Linked DNA regions of Oryctolagus cuniculus: regions 1 and 2 are each linked to region 3. The links are chromatin contacts, called in public Hi-C maps. All regions are on one chromosome and are shown on one strand. Each heading gives the region's core, a stretch centred on a gene start, on an enhancer-like site or on the middle of the called end of the contact. The rest is flanking DNA. Distances are from core to core; before and after follow the strand shown. Region 1 overlaps ROR2 (receptor tyrosine kinase like orphan receptor 2). Region 2 overlaps ROR2 (receptor tyrosine kinase like orphan receptor 2). Region 3 has its middle 47 kb from the start of SPTLC1.

What was found. Hi-C and Micro-C count contacts between places; a contact is called where the count stands out from the background.
Region 1: a Hi-C map of skin fibroblasts shows a contact between it and region 3, with 3 times the contacts expected there. The contact joins two enhancer-like sites. A contact is called at or near these places in 2 of 6 Hi-C or Micro-C datasets (embryonic fibroblasts and skin fibroblasts).
Region 2: a Hi-C map of skin fibroblasts shows a contact between it and region 3, with 4 times the contacts expected there. The contact joins two enhancer-like sites. A contact is called at or near these places in 5 of 6 Hi-C or Micro-C datasets (ear pinna, embryonic fibroblasts, psoas muscle and 2 more).

What each region holds. Positions count from the first base shown.
Region 1 is chr1:140,199,165-140,203,676 of mOryCun1.1, reverse strand. All of the region lies in intron 1 of ROR2 (receptor tyrosine kinase like orphan receptor 2), which reads left to right. Among named protein-coding and RNA genes, the nearest start is that of ROR2, 120 kb to the left of the region's middle. Within about 2 kb of position 1,611, at least 3 of the 8 cell types and tissues checked have an H3K27ac peak or open chromatin away from gene starts, as enhancers often do.
Region 2 is chr1:140,133,951-140,138,177 of mOryCun1.1, reverse strand. The region is part of intron 4 of ROR2 (receptor tyrosine kinase like orphan receptor 2); the gene reads left to right. Among named protein-coding and RNA genes, the nearest start is that of ROR2, 190 kb to the left of the region's middle. Within about 2 kb of position 1,622, at least 2 of the 8 cell types and tissues checked have an H3K27ac peak or open chromatin away from gene starts, as enhancers often do. A contact at or near this core is called in ear pinna, where this site is marked.
Region 3 is chr1:140,478,053-140,482,960 of mOryCun1.1, reverse strand. No RefSeq gene overlaps it. Among named protein-coding and RNA genes, the nearest start is that of SPTLC1, 47 kb to the right of the region's middle. Within about 2 kb of position 3,065, at least 1 of the 8 cell types and tissues checked has an H3K27ac peak or open chromatin away from gene starts, as enhancers often do. A contact at or near this core is called in ear pinna, where this site is marked.

The sequences.
Region 1 (4,512 bases), core at 362-2,861, 280 kb after region 3:
CCCAGGTGCCGTCACACGCAAGCACATAGTTATTGCTGATTCACATTCACAGAAGTTCATTTATTTAACCCAAGAATTAACCGCTGATTCCTGCCTGGCAAGTTAGGCTGGTACAACGGCAGAATCACGAAATTTAACCACAGCCTGTTCTGGTTTTTATATTTCGGGAGCACTTGGGTTATAACATAGGATGTTCAAATATCAAGCCTGAAAAGTACCATGCAGTAAGAAGTGGGCCCTGGAGTGTGTGCGGGACGTAAGAGGATTTGAATACAGGTGGAATGCCCTCTGGGGCCTGCTCTGTTATGAGATGGAAAGTATAATCCCCCATTCTACAGATTCGAAAACCGAGGCCCAGGATGTCATGCTCTTTGGATTTCAGCCCAGTGAGCCACATGACACCTACAACAATGAGACATCCACGGCCCCTACTGGAAAAGCAGCTGTTTCACCAGCGGTCTGGGAGACAGGGCCGCCCTGCGTGTCTTCCTGTGTCCCGATCCAGTCCCTAAGGCCACCAGGGAAGGGACCGTGGACTCCTGCTGGATCAAGGCTGATCTCAATCAGCCATAAAGCTTCTGTGGGTTTATCTGCTTTAACGGGAGGAACTCTCTCTCTTTTCCTTGCTCCTCAGTGGAGGGTTTGCCCGAGTCAGCATTTGCGGCAGCAGAGACAGAGGAGTCTCTCTGTGGCTTGGCTAAATTGAGGCTTCTGTGCCGGCTGCCTCCCCCGCCCCACCCCGCCCCGCTCCCCAGCACCGTGAGCCATCCTTCACCGCCTTCTAGAATTCAGAGTCATCCCTTCTCGTGGGGAAACCAGCCCAGAGCTGATTCAAAATCCTCGTGATTTTTTAAAAATAGAGCCCTGGCTCGGTGCCCCGGTTCCCCGGTCCCTCGGTGGGTGCCTGCTCCCTCAGCACACCCCGCCCGAGGCCTTGGAGTGGGGGTGCTTCTCCCCAGCCGACCTTCTCCTCCCTGCCCAAGTCTCAGGCCGGACGTTCCCGCTAAGAGTCTCTGCAAATCATCTGGGCTGTCCAGACTGTCCAACCACAAGATCTCAGCATGGTTGCACAAACACGTGGCTCTCCATGAGCCCTTTCAGCCACAGCGGGATTAGGAGGTGAGACCTACCTGTTGCTCCAGCAAGCTTGACCACCAGCCCGGAGGTGCCCAGGTGGCAGGAGAGGGGCTGGGCCGGAGTGGGGGCAGGGTGCATGCTCTGGTCTCACTGCCTTGCTCTGCTGGCACCCTCCCCTCCTCCCCTCCCCCCCAGTCCCCATTGCCAGAGCTCTCTTCTCCATCCTTGGCGGGGGGGGGGGGGGGGGGGGGCTCGTTTAAGGGCTTCTGTGTGTTGCAGCCTGCTTGCCAGTGGTGGAAACAGATGTGTGTGTTTTCCTTGTTGGCCCTTGTGTCTAACAGACACATGTTATTTGTCACTGGCTTCCTTGAGGCCACAAAGAAACGCTGAGGGCCCTGTGGCCTGCCTGCCTCCTTTGGGGAATGGGCCTGCAGGTCCCCCTGTGCTCTCCCCTCCCTGCAGGGCTGGGATGCCCTGTGGTCAGCGTTGGTCACTGGGTGAAGGGCGGCCTTGTTTTGGCAGGGAAGGAAATGGGCCAGGCACGAGGCCTTGCTGGACCCTCCCCTGCTGCAGGGCGGGCCTGCCTAATTGCAAACACATGTGCTGCTCCCAGAGCCGGCCGGAATCCGTGTCCCGCCTGGTGAGAGCTGTGTGTGTGTGTGTGTGTGTGTGTCTCCACCCCCCACCCCCATGCCCTGTTTCTCATCAAGGAAACCGGGGCGTCCCACACCCGGGGCCCGGGACAGCTGCCTCGCGGGGGTGCCCGCCGGGAACCTTTGTAAGTCAGAACAGGGGGATTTGGTTGCCTTTCATCCTCCTTTGTTTCTGGTGGGTGAGTGAACCCTCGCTCCCTTCCCTTTCTCTTCCTGTTAATGTGTTTGCTGTTACCAAAGACGTCTTCAAGGCACCCTGTCCCGCTAGAAAGGATGGCCTGCCCAGGGCGCATGCGCCTTCTGGCTAAGGATCCCGTGCGTGAGTCCCTGGGGGGCTGCTGAGGCTGCACGGCCAGAGCCCACTCCCCGAGTGGAGAGGCCCCCGGAGCTAGCGCGGAACCCTAGCTGTGAGTGAGGGGAACCCAAAGACCCGTAATCTGAGGCACGGATTGAACGCCCACCTCCTGCACACTCTGGAACCTCCCAGAGTTTGTTCATCGGCCTGAGGTTCAGCTCGTCGCCTGTGAGATGCCAGTAACAGTCTCTCTCGGGCGGTGTGGCCAGGCCGGCAACTTGGGAGTGTGTGCAGTAGAGTCTTCAGCGGATGGGATGCTTGTCTTTGATGTTGCAGGGCTTTGAGTTACCAGCTCATTGAGAAAGACTCACACTGTGGTTTGAATGTGTGCGCTGAGATTCCTGGTTGGTGACTTCACCCCCAGTGCCACATTGCTGGGAGAGGGCCCAGTGGGAGCTGTTTGGGTCAGTACAGCACCGCTCTCTTGAACGGGTTCATGCCCGTTAAAAAAAGGATGTGGGCTTCAAGTTCAGCCTCCTGCTGTCTTGTTCTTGCCCTCTCCTGCCCTTCTGCCTTCTGCTATGGGACAGGGCAGCTCGAAGGCTGGCTGCATGCCCTTAGGTTTTCCAGCCTTCAGACCCGTAAGCTACATACATGTCTGTCCATCGTAAATAGCCCAGCCTTGGGTTCTGTGTCACAGCAGCAAAAATGCGCTGGGACGGCTGGTTTTCAGAGAGCGCAGCTTGTGAAGGTGGAACTTGGGGGAAGAACAGCACCGAGCGAGCGGCGAGGACTGCAGTGTGGGCCGTGCGTTTCAGAGACGCGTAGACCGAAAGCCTTGTGCATCAGAGCTCTGTGGGTGTCCCCCCGACTGTCCTAACTCTTCGTGAACAGTCACCCGGGAGTGTGTACTTCCGTACACCCCCTTGTCTTCCTCTCCACTGTGGAAGTTCTCAAGTACAGTTGTCTCTGTATCTGATTCCTGGATCTGCACATTCAATCGACCATGGATGGAAACACTTGAAAAAAAGAATTGCACCCGTACTGAATGTATATAGACTGTGTTTGTCATTTTCCCCTAAATAATAAACACAGCAGCAATGATTGACATAGCATTTACATTGTATGATTGAAGTACTCAGGAGGATAGGTGTAGGTTCTAGCAAGCACTGCACTATTTCAAATGACGGATGCTAGCATCTATGAGTCAGCAGCAAATACCGGTAAACTCTCTGCTCAGATGCAACAGTCGTTACGATTACACCATGCCTCTTGCCCTCCCTTTTCTTTTTCTCCCTATGCACGTATTTTACATTTTTTTTGCTAAGAAGTTTGAACATGTTACGACATCCTGATATTCCCCCATTGTAGATCTGGGAGCCCTCTTCTGTTGGGATACGGCCTCCTACCGCCTCAAGGCAGCACCGTTCTTACACAGGTGTCGTCCGAGAGTGACCTGGTGCTCACCCTCCTTCAGACCCCAGACCCGGTCTTATCCCTTCCTTCTCCCGGGGCTGGAATCTACATGCCACGCATGTAGGCGCTGTGACCACCTGGACACTCAGCCGTGACTGTTTGGAGGGCACAGGCCTATTTTGTTGGAGAACCAGCATGTTCTGGGTTTGTCTCACCATCCCCAGTGGCCTTGGGCTGGTGCTTCTGTCCTTGTTTGCTCTCAGACTGGACATCTGCAGAGAGCCGGAGACCAGAGCACTTGTGCCCCCTGCTGCTGGTGCCTTCCTGTGGTTGCTGCCTGCCCCTGGTGTGTGACAGATGTTTGTGCATGTGTGTGAGGTGTATGCTTATGTGTTAGTGCATGTGCGTGAGGTGTGTCTTGTGTGTGCAAGTGGAGTCGAGTGGGTGTGAATCTGTATCTTGTGTGTCTTTGAGTATGTGTGTGTGAAGTTGTGTCTGTGCATATGTGATTGTATGTCTGTGAAGTGGATAGGTGTATGTGTGTGAGAGGTGTGTGCCTGTGTGTTAGTGCATGTGTGAGGTGTGTGTGTCTTATTCTGTGTACAAGAGTGAGGTGTGACTGTATATGTGAGTTCATGTATGTGTCTGTGTGAGAGGTGAGTGCATGTGCGAAGTGTGTGTGTATGTGTGTGAGTTCATGTCTGTGTATGTGAGGTGTGTGTGTCATTCTGCGGGTGTATCTAAGAGAGGTGTGGCTGTGTATTAGTGTGTGAGTTCATGTCTGTGTGTGTGAGAGGTGTGTGCCTATGTGTTAGTGCGTGTGTGAGGTATATGTGTGCTGTGTATCTGTGTAAGGGTGCGTGTATGTGAGTGTGCCTGTGAGGTGTGTGTGCACGTGTGAGTATGTGTGTGTGTTACTCACATGAGAGGGTGAGATGTGCAGTCTCAGGAAAAATGCCTGTCTTCCCAGACACTGGCCTTCTTGCTTTAACTCAAAATTCCGCAATAGGAGGTGGATTTAAAAATGCAAAACAAACATGAATATATAATGGAAAATGCAAAATTTAGGTT
Region 2 (4,227 bases), core at 373-2,872, 340 kb after region 3:
ACCAGTATGATCCTGAAGATAAAACACAACCAAAGCAGTGGCTACCAAGAGGTGGAAGGGGTCCAGTCAAAGTAGCAGCAACCCCGGCAAGAGCAGAGATCGTGAAACCGTGTTGGGTGATGCTCAGGGTCTCTTGCTTCTTGGCTTTCTGGAGCCTCAAGGAGCTGTAATGTGCTTGGTGGAGAGTGTTTGAGAAAGGCAGAGCTTTAGCAGGAAAACACCCAGGAGAGATTCACCAAAGAACCCTTCTCCACCATTGCAATGTTCCTGCTCATCCTCTTACTCAAACAATGGTGATTTTGGGGCTGGCGCTGTGGCGTAGCGGGTAAAGCTGCCACCTGCAGTGCCGGCATCCCATATGGGCACCAGTTCAAGTCCTGGCTGCTCCACTTCTGATCCAGCTCTCTGCTATGGCCTTGGAAAGCAGTGGAAGATGGCCCAAGTGCTTGGGCCCCTGCACCCACGTGGGAGACCTGGAAAAAGCTCCTGGCTTGTCTTCAGATTGGCACAGCTCCAAACCAGCAGATGGAAGACTTCTCTCTCTCTCTCTCTCTCTCTCTCTTTTTCTCTCTCTCTCTCTGCCTCTCCTCTATCTATGTAACTCTGACTTTCAAATAAATAAATATTTTTTTTAAAAAAAAGGTGATTTTGTGAGTGTTTTGCTGGGAAATTATTAGACATCCACATTAGAGTGCTGACTTGGCTTTTTCTGATTCCTTTGTGTTTCCTAAACTTAAAACATCTTTAACAGGCTCCCATTTTTCTTCAGCTAATAATGTAATATTAATTTTAAAAAAAAGACAAGAAAGACTTCATTGACATAGTTCCCAGGACCCTGAGTTCTTAGGGATGGACTCAGTGGCTGGTCTCCTCACTTACTAAAGTGCCTTCAGCTTATGTTAAGAAATAGAGTTCTGGGGCTACCACTGTGGTGTAGCATGTTAAGCAGCCACCTACAATGCTGGCATCCCATATGGACGCCAGTTTGAGTTCCAGCTGCCCTACTTCCAATCCAGCTCCCTGCTGATGTTCCTGGGAGAGTAGCAGAGAATGGCCCAAGTGTTTGGGCCCCTGGACCTCTGTGGGAGACTGGAAGAAGCTCCTGGCTCCTGGCTTTGGACTAGTTCAGCCCCTGCTGTTGCAGCCATTTGTGGAGTGAACCAGCAGATGAAAAATCTCTTGTTCTGTCTCTCTCTATCTCTCTTTCTCTCTCACTATGTAACTCTGCCTTTCAAGCAAATAAATAATAAATCTTTTTAAAAAGAGGACTTTTTAAATCTGCATTTTGTATAGATTATGATGGAACTGGAAATTAACCAAGGTGAAGCCAGAAAGAGGAAAAATCCATGAGTTTGCAACAGTAATCTCCAAATTCTCTGCATCTGTTGCTTGGACCAGTTTACCCTTTGCCATGACTTCTCTCTTGGGCCATTTGCTTAGAAAGCACACCGCAGGTCCCATTTGTTCAGGGTTGGCCAAGCGCTGTGTCCTGTCCACCAAGTGACGCGTTGAGACGGTGGCTGCTAACAGAGCCTGGTTTGTTTTCCTGTGTACAGCACCATCGCTCGAAACAGGAGCGTGGATGACTTGGCTGACTCATCCCTGTCTTCCCTGGGCCACTGCCCTCACAAGTTCACACTTGTGGGTGCTGGCAGGGCATCTGACTGCAGCTCGCGTGTGCTGGGGAGGTGCAGGGTAAGGGATTTGCTGCCATTAAAACCTGACTTTTCGCTCCCATCCATGTTAAGTTTGGGGCCAGCAGGGCGTGTATATGGAGAACAAAAGCTTTAAGGAAAGGTGGTTTCGCCACAGATGTCGGTTCAAAGACCAGGGTTATTATAGCTCATTCAGGTAGCAGTTTGGGTCATGCCCAGGGGATTCCTTCTAGACTACGTGTCTCACACTTCACAGATGGGTTTTATTTTGTTTTTCTGCTCTTTGAGAAAGTGGCTCATTTTCATGATTACAGACCCACCCACATCAATGCCTGCTGGAGTAGCAGGGTGGGGTGGGGGTGCTCCCTAAGGTGGGGTCCCCCCCCCATCTTCCCTGTGTTGTCCTGGACCAACTTCCTGGCCCACGGGTGTGCACACCCATAATATGGGTCACACAGACAACTGCCTGAAGACAAGGCACTGTTCTTTGGGACAATTAAACTTTTTATTAACTTGGCCTCTGGGAAGTCACCTTCCTGGGGGCCGTGTCCTGAGCTCTCAGATTGCCACAGTTCTCTACCTATATGCTTATGATCTGGAATCTCCACGCCTAGGTCTGGCTTATCTCCTCATCTCCAGACCCACACGCTCACCCCCGTAATGAGCATCTCCAAGTGGGTGACTCAGAGGCACCCCACACTGGGCGTGCCACAACACAGCTGGGCTGGCTTCTGCCTCCCACGTCTTCCATTGCTTTTTTGGGGATTTATCATAAGTCTAGTTCAAACTTTATCCTAATTACAGTAAAAATGGCACTATCAAAAAAACCAAAAAACCTGAACCTGCCAACTACCAAGCCAGTTGAAGTTGAATTAAAATTGACTTCACCTGCGTTGTTGTGGATACATGCACTCGCCCAGGCAAAAGGCTGACACTGGCCTTGAAGTTAAAGCACTTGGATGCCAACCTGATCAAGTTCAACTCAGTTCAAGTAGAACTTAAAGGAGGAGGGAAGCCAATCCAGTTTTTTCCCTCAGTGACATCCTGTTATGATAGATTCTATTTTCTGGGAAAATTTAGCTTTCTTTAAGTCCCATGGTGTAGAGTTTGAGTATAATCGATTTTAAGATTATGGGATAGGCCGGCGCCGCGGCTCACTAGGTTAATCCTCAGCCTTGCGGCGCCGGTACACCGGGTTCTAGTCCCGGTCGGGGCACCGGATTCTGTCGCAGTTGCCCCTCTTCCAGGCCAGCTCTCTGCTGTGGCCAGGGAGTGCAGTGGAGGATGGCCCAAGTGCTTGGGCCCTGCACCCCATGGGAGACCAGGAGAAGCACCTGGCTCCTGCCATCAGATCAGCGCGGTGCGCTGGCCGTGGCGGCCATTGGAGGGTGAACCAACGGCAAAGGAAGATCTTTCTCTCTTGTCTGTCTCTCTCTCTCTCACTGTCCACTCTGCCTGTCAAAAAAAAAAAAAAAAAAAAAGATTATGGGATAGAGGCAAGGAGTGACTAAATAAACAAATCATTGGTAAGGTCATTAGAGAATAAATGCACACATCTCCTTCATTCAGACCACACAGTGAGAAACATTACGACATGGATCAATGCTCCTGACTCACTGTGGCTCCCTAGATGATTTCTCGACTTCATGATGGTGTGCAGGTCCGTCCCTACAGCCCTCTGCTTTACATGTTGGGTGCACATAAATATCCAACACTTTATTACCTGCACACCCCGGCTTAGCAGCCCAGTGCCGTGCAGAACCTTGGTTGTTCCCCTTGTTACTGCTGTATCACCAGAGGGGATCAGACCACACTAGTCCAGGGAAAAATCCCAACACAAAACTGCAGGTAGTTTCTACTGAATGCATAGTGCTTTGTGCCATCGTAAAAGCAAGACATTATTAAGTAGAACGACGGAAGTCAGGAATCACATGTACTCTGTCGTGGGAACATACTGTGTTATGAGTGATGTTTTTGAGTAATTTAAATAAAGCTCCTGAGAGCACTTGTGTGCAAATGTTTTTGCAAACATGTTTTCAGTTTTCTAGAGTAAATCCTAGGAGTAGGATTGCTGATGCTTGGTGTAAGTGTACATTTAACTGCAGTAACAAGCCTCCACGCTGTTCCCCAGAACAGTCTCACCATTTTATACGGCTGCCTGCCATGTATGAGAGTTCTGGTTGCTCCATATCCTCACCAGCATTTGATGTTATTAGTCAGTTTAGCTTTGGCCATCATAATAGTTGAGTTGTGATAATTCACGTGGTTTAATTTGTATTTTCTTGATCATTGATAAGTGGATAATCTCTTCAGACCACCCTTTGCATAGGTCTTTTTTTTTTTTTTAAGATTTGTTTATTTATTTGAGAGGTAGAGTTACAGAGAGAGAGAGAGAGAGAGAGAGGTCTTCCATCGGCTGGTTCACTCCCCAAATGGCTGCAACAGCCGGAGCTGTGCTGATCTGAAACCAGGAGCTAGGAGATTCTTCTGGGTCTCCCACATGGGTGCAGAGACCCAAGCACTTGGGCCATCTACCATTGCTTTCCCAGGCTACAGCAGAGAGCTATGGATT
Region 3 (4,908 bases), core at 1,816-4,315:
CATTTTCACTGAATGTTTTATACTCCACAAGAATAAGGCTCCAGATAAGACGCTTCATTATTATTATTTTCATTTAAGGCACAATCATGGGTTAAGTCCTCAGACATAAATATCAAAGCTTTTCTAAATGGCTGTCCCATTCCAGGAAATGTCTCAAAATAAAATACTTTCTCTGGGGTCGTCACTGTGGGGTAGTGGGATAAGCCTCAACCTGTGGCGCCAGCATCCCATATGGGCACCAGTTCGGGTTCTGGCTGCTCCGCTTCTGATCCGGCTCCCTGCTAATGGGCCCGAGAAACCAGTGGAGGGTGGCTCAGGTCCTTGGGCCCCTGCACCCACCTAAGAAGCCCGGAAGAAGCTCCTGGCTCCTGGCTTCTGATTGGCTCAGCTCTGGCCATTGCGGCCATTTAGGGAGTGAATCAGCAGAGGGAAGACCTTTCTCTCTGTCTCTCCCTCTCTGTGTGACTCTTTCAAACACATTTTTATAATAAATAAGTAAATAAAATACTTTCTCAGACAGCAGTTAAGCAGCCTTTAGTGTCCATGTTAATAATTTTATTGTTAAGGTAAAAGCAGGGATTTTTCATGGGAACACTTCAAAAGCAATTAGACCAGTTATTCCGGGCACAGAAGCCCCTCAGTGTGAAACAGGCCCCAGGACACAAGGATGCTTCTAGTCCTTGGGCCAAGGAAGGGCAGGTGGGGGCAGGTCCTGGGCTCCTGCCCTCAGCCGTCTTTGAAGAGAGATAAAGAAAAGGAGACAATTGGCTTCGAGGAGCAGTGCATTTAATTTTCATACTTGAAATTGGAGGAGCTTCCACAGGGCTTTGGAAATGATCACTTCAGAAATTCAAGAGCAAATAACATGCTTGGGCAATCAACTTTGAAAGGCAAAGACCCAAATCGTCTTGGTGAGTTTCATCTCCCTGCAGAGGCCCCAAAGACAAAATCCCGAGCGGAGAAGAATGCCCTTTCCTTGCAGGGTTTTTTAAGAAATGAGCTTGGAGGGTGGTTGTTTTATGTTTTGTTTTTGGTAGAATTCAGCGTCTTTAATAGCCACCAGACATCAAAGAAGCCAATGCCCTATTGCACGTTTTTCATACAATTCTGATTTTTAAAAGAATCTGTGCTACTTTAGAAGAGTTTTTATCTGCAACTCAGAACATCAGCCTGCTTTTCTGCCTCTTTGATTTTGGCATTTACTGCCAGCTTCAATCCATAGGCGCACAGAGCGATGTTTATTTATTCACAAACGACCTTGGGCGCACGACGTGGGCCATGTGCGGTCACAGCCCCTCGGCGGGACTCCCCTGCCCCTGGGGAGCTGGGCAGGGGCGACGCTGCTAGCTGTCGTGCAGCCCCCCCCCCCCCCCCCGCGGGCCTCCGAGGATTATCCGGGGTGTGATACTCATCCACACAAAACATTCTTACCTCCTCACACGGCTCCGTCCAATGAGCATCTCCGGCCGGGGAAGGAGAAAGCGCCTGCTTCAGCGTCTCTCCACGAGGGGGCGCCCTCCCCTGCCTGTGCTCACTTTTTCCAGATTTTCGAGCCAATAAGGGTATTGAAATATCTGGTTACGCTGCAGGGACGTTGAGCATAAAGAGGAAGTCTACACGTGAAGATGATTACAATTAAATACAATTATTGTTTTTTTAAAAAAATATTTATTTATTTGAAAGGCAAAGCTACAGACAGGCAGAGGCAGAGAGAGAGAGAGGTCTTCCATCCACTGGTTCACTCCCCAGTTGGCTGCAATGGCCAGAGCTGCGCCGATCTGAAGCCAGGAGCCAGGAGCTTCTTCCAGGTCTTCCACACGGGTGCAGGGGCCTAAGGATTTAGGGCATCTTCTACTGCCTTCCCAGGACACAGCAGAGAGCTGGACAGGAAGAGGAGCAGCCGGGACTCAAACCGGCACCTATATGGGATGCCGGCACTTCAGGTGGCAGCTTTACCTGCTACACCACAGCACCGGCCCTATTACCATTATTTTACTGCAGCAAAGCACTGCTGAGGCCCCCTGTGGAAAGAGGTGAGGCAGTGTCTGCAGCCCCCCACCGCCCCTTGCCAGAGTGAGACTGAGTTTCTCACGGGGTCTCTGTTCCTCACCTTTTTGATTGGTGAAAGGGGACGAGGGAAGGTGGTGAGGCAACACTTCCCTAGATCCCTAGGAGCCTGAGACCCGCTCTCTTTTAGCTCTCAATTTCTAGAAGTAAACAAAGCTGCCAACCGGAAACCCTCAAATTATTTTAGACTCCAAAAGAGAAACCAAGACCATTTGTCAGAGATTGACCCTGGCCCAGCCGCCACCCTTAACACGTGGATGTCTTAACTCCCAGTACCAGTGACTGGGACCAGAACCGGAAACAGGGTCTCTGCAGATAATGAGTTTACAATGAGGTCAATAAGGTGGGCCCTATTCCAACAGGACTGGGCTCCTTATAGCAGGGGGAAATCCAGACACAGGCGCAGTGAGAACACCAGGTCGGGATGAAGCGGAGAAGCAGGAATGCTGTTCTACCAGCCAAGGACTGGGAGAGGTGGCTGCAGACACTGGAAGCTGGGGGAAGGGACTAAGACAGATGCTGCCTCCAAGCCCCAGAAAATCAACCCAGCTGACCCCTTGATCTGGCACCGCCAGCCCCTACACTGGGGGGGGGGGGGGGCAGTGGGTTTCTATTGCTGAAGCTCCGGGCTGTGGCATTCTGCTAAGAAGGCAGCCACAGCCACGCCACAGACAGATACACGGGGACATTCCTCCACGTTAACAGAATCCAAACGTGAGATTCCAACACCTGCAGGCCTGCTAATGTCTGAGGTGTATGTGGGAGAGGTGGCATCAGCGCTGCTGTGGGCTCTGGGCTGCAGCGTGGGGCCCACACACACCCAATCCTCTTGGGAAGGCATGAGCTTTCACACTATAAATGGCGGCCAATGTTACGGGTGCTGGGAAAGGCCTTCCTGAAACATGACTGGAGGGCACACCAGAGGTGCATTCGTGTATCCGTGCACCTGGGCAAGCTGCAGGCGTGGCTATGGGTAAAGAGCCCAGACTTTAAGGCCAGGGGCTCCTGGGTGTAAATCTTGCCTCTGCACGCATGAGCGCTAGAACTTGGTCAGTCAGCTCGGGGAAGGCTCTCTTAGAAGTAGTTCTTCTAGCAAGGTGAAGTTGTCTCTTACCTGTCATCTTATTTTTGAAATTTATTAATCTAATTGTTTTCAAATGTAAAATAATTAGGGATCCTTCACAATTCAAGGGTCGAACCTAAAATAACAGAAAGCAAAATTATCGTTTCAATAAATGCTTCAAAAAGCTTTATAAGGATACAGGCTTATAGTCACATCCTATATGTGACCATATGCATATATCCTATATGCACGGACACAAGGACTTGGGCCATCTTCCACTGCTTTCCCAGGCCATAGCAGAGAGCTGGATCAGAAGAGGAGCAGCTGGGACTAGAACTGGTACCCACATGCATAGGATGCTGGTGCCCGAGCGGAGGATTAACCTACTGTGTCACAGTGTTGGCCCCCCAAATAAATTTTTTTTTATTTTTTTGACAGAGTGGACAGTGAGAGAGAGAGACAGAGAGAAAGGTCTTCCTTTGCCGTTGGTTCACCCTCCAATGGCCGCTGCGGCCGGCGCACCGCGCTGATCCGATGGCAGGAGCCAGGAGCCAGGTGCTTTTCCTGGTCTCCCATGGGGTGCAGGGCCCAAGCACTTGGGCCATCCTCCACTGCACTCCCTAGCCACAGCAGAGAGCTGGCCTGGAAGAGGGGCAACCGGGACAGAATCCGGCGCCCCAACCGGAACTAGAACCCGGTGTGCTGGCGCCGCTAGGCAGAGGATTAGCCTAGTGAGCTGCGGCGCCGGCCCCCCAAATAAATTTTTAAAAGATACAGAATTTGGGGGTTAGGCATTGTGGTGCATTGGATTCAGCCACCATTCATAAACCCATACTGGAGTGCCCATTCAACTACCGGCTACTCTGCTTCTGATCCAGCTTCCTGCTGGTGCTCCCCGGAGGCAGACGATGGCCAAGTACTTGGATTCCTGCCACTCACATGGGAGACCCTGATGCAGTTCCTGGCTTCTGGCCCAGCCCTTGCTACCGCCAGCATTTGGAGACCAAACCAACAGATGTAAAATCTCTTCTTTGCTCTCATTTTACCTTTCAAGGAGATGAAAATAATCATTTTTTAAAAGATGCAAATTTTTTTATGTTATTGTGAAATCCTGATTGAAAATCTGAAATGTGGCTTTGTTGATATGATTTCTTTTTTTGATCTGTAAATGTTTCCTTCACGGGAGGCCAAATGATGCTGAGAAGTGAACACTGGTGACAAGCGAAAGCAACTTCGCACTGTGTGTGGGAAGGAATTGCTATGCCGTGTGACATAAATAAGTAGACTGCGTATTTATAAAAGCTTACTTCATACGACGAAGCTAAACATCATGCGTCGCTCTAGTACTGGTGATAAAATGAACCACCGTGAGGTTTGATTTTCTTTTCTGTTTTCACTCTTCCTTAAGGCTCCAAGTTAGCAAGTGTGTCTTACAGTAATGAACAACAGAACGTTCCCATTTCCACTGTTCGTTCATTCCTTACTCACAGGGCCTTATGTCCAACTACCTTCTTGTGGGGCAGGGTCTGGATCTGCTCTGTGGGGTGCACATTAAGATGTCCACTGTTGGGACCCGGCGGGCAGTTGTGGTGTAGTGGGTTAAGCTGCTGCCTGTGACAGGGCATCCCATATGCGGCTCCACTTCAATTCAGTCTCCTGCTAATGCACCTGGGAAAACAGCGGGAGACTGGCTCAAGTACTTGGGCCCCTGCACTCATGTGGGAGACCCAGATGAAGTTCCTGGCTTCGGCCTGGCTCAGTCCCAGCCACTCTGGACA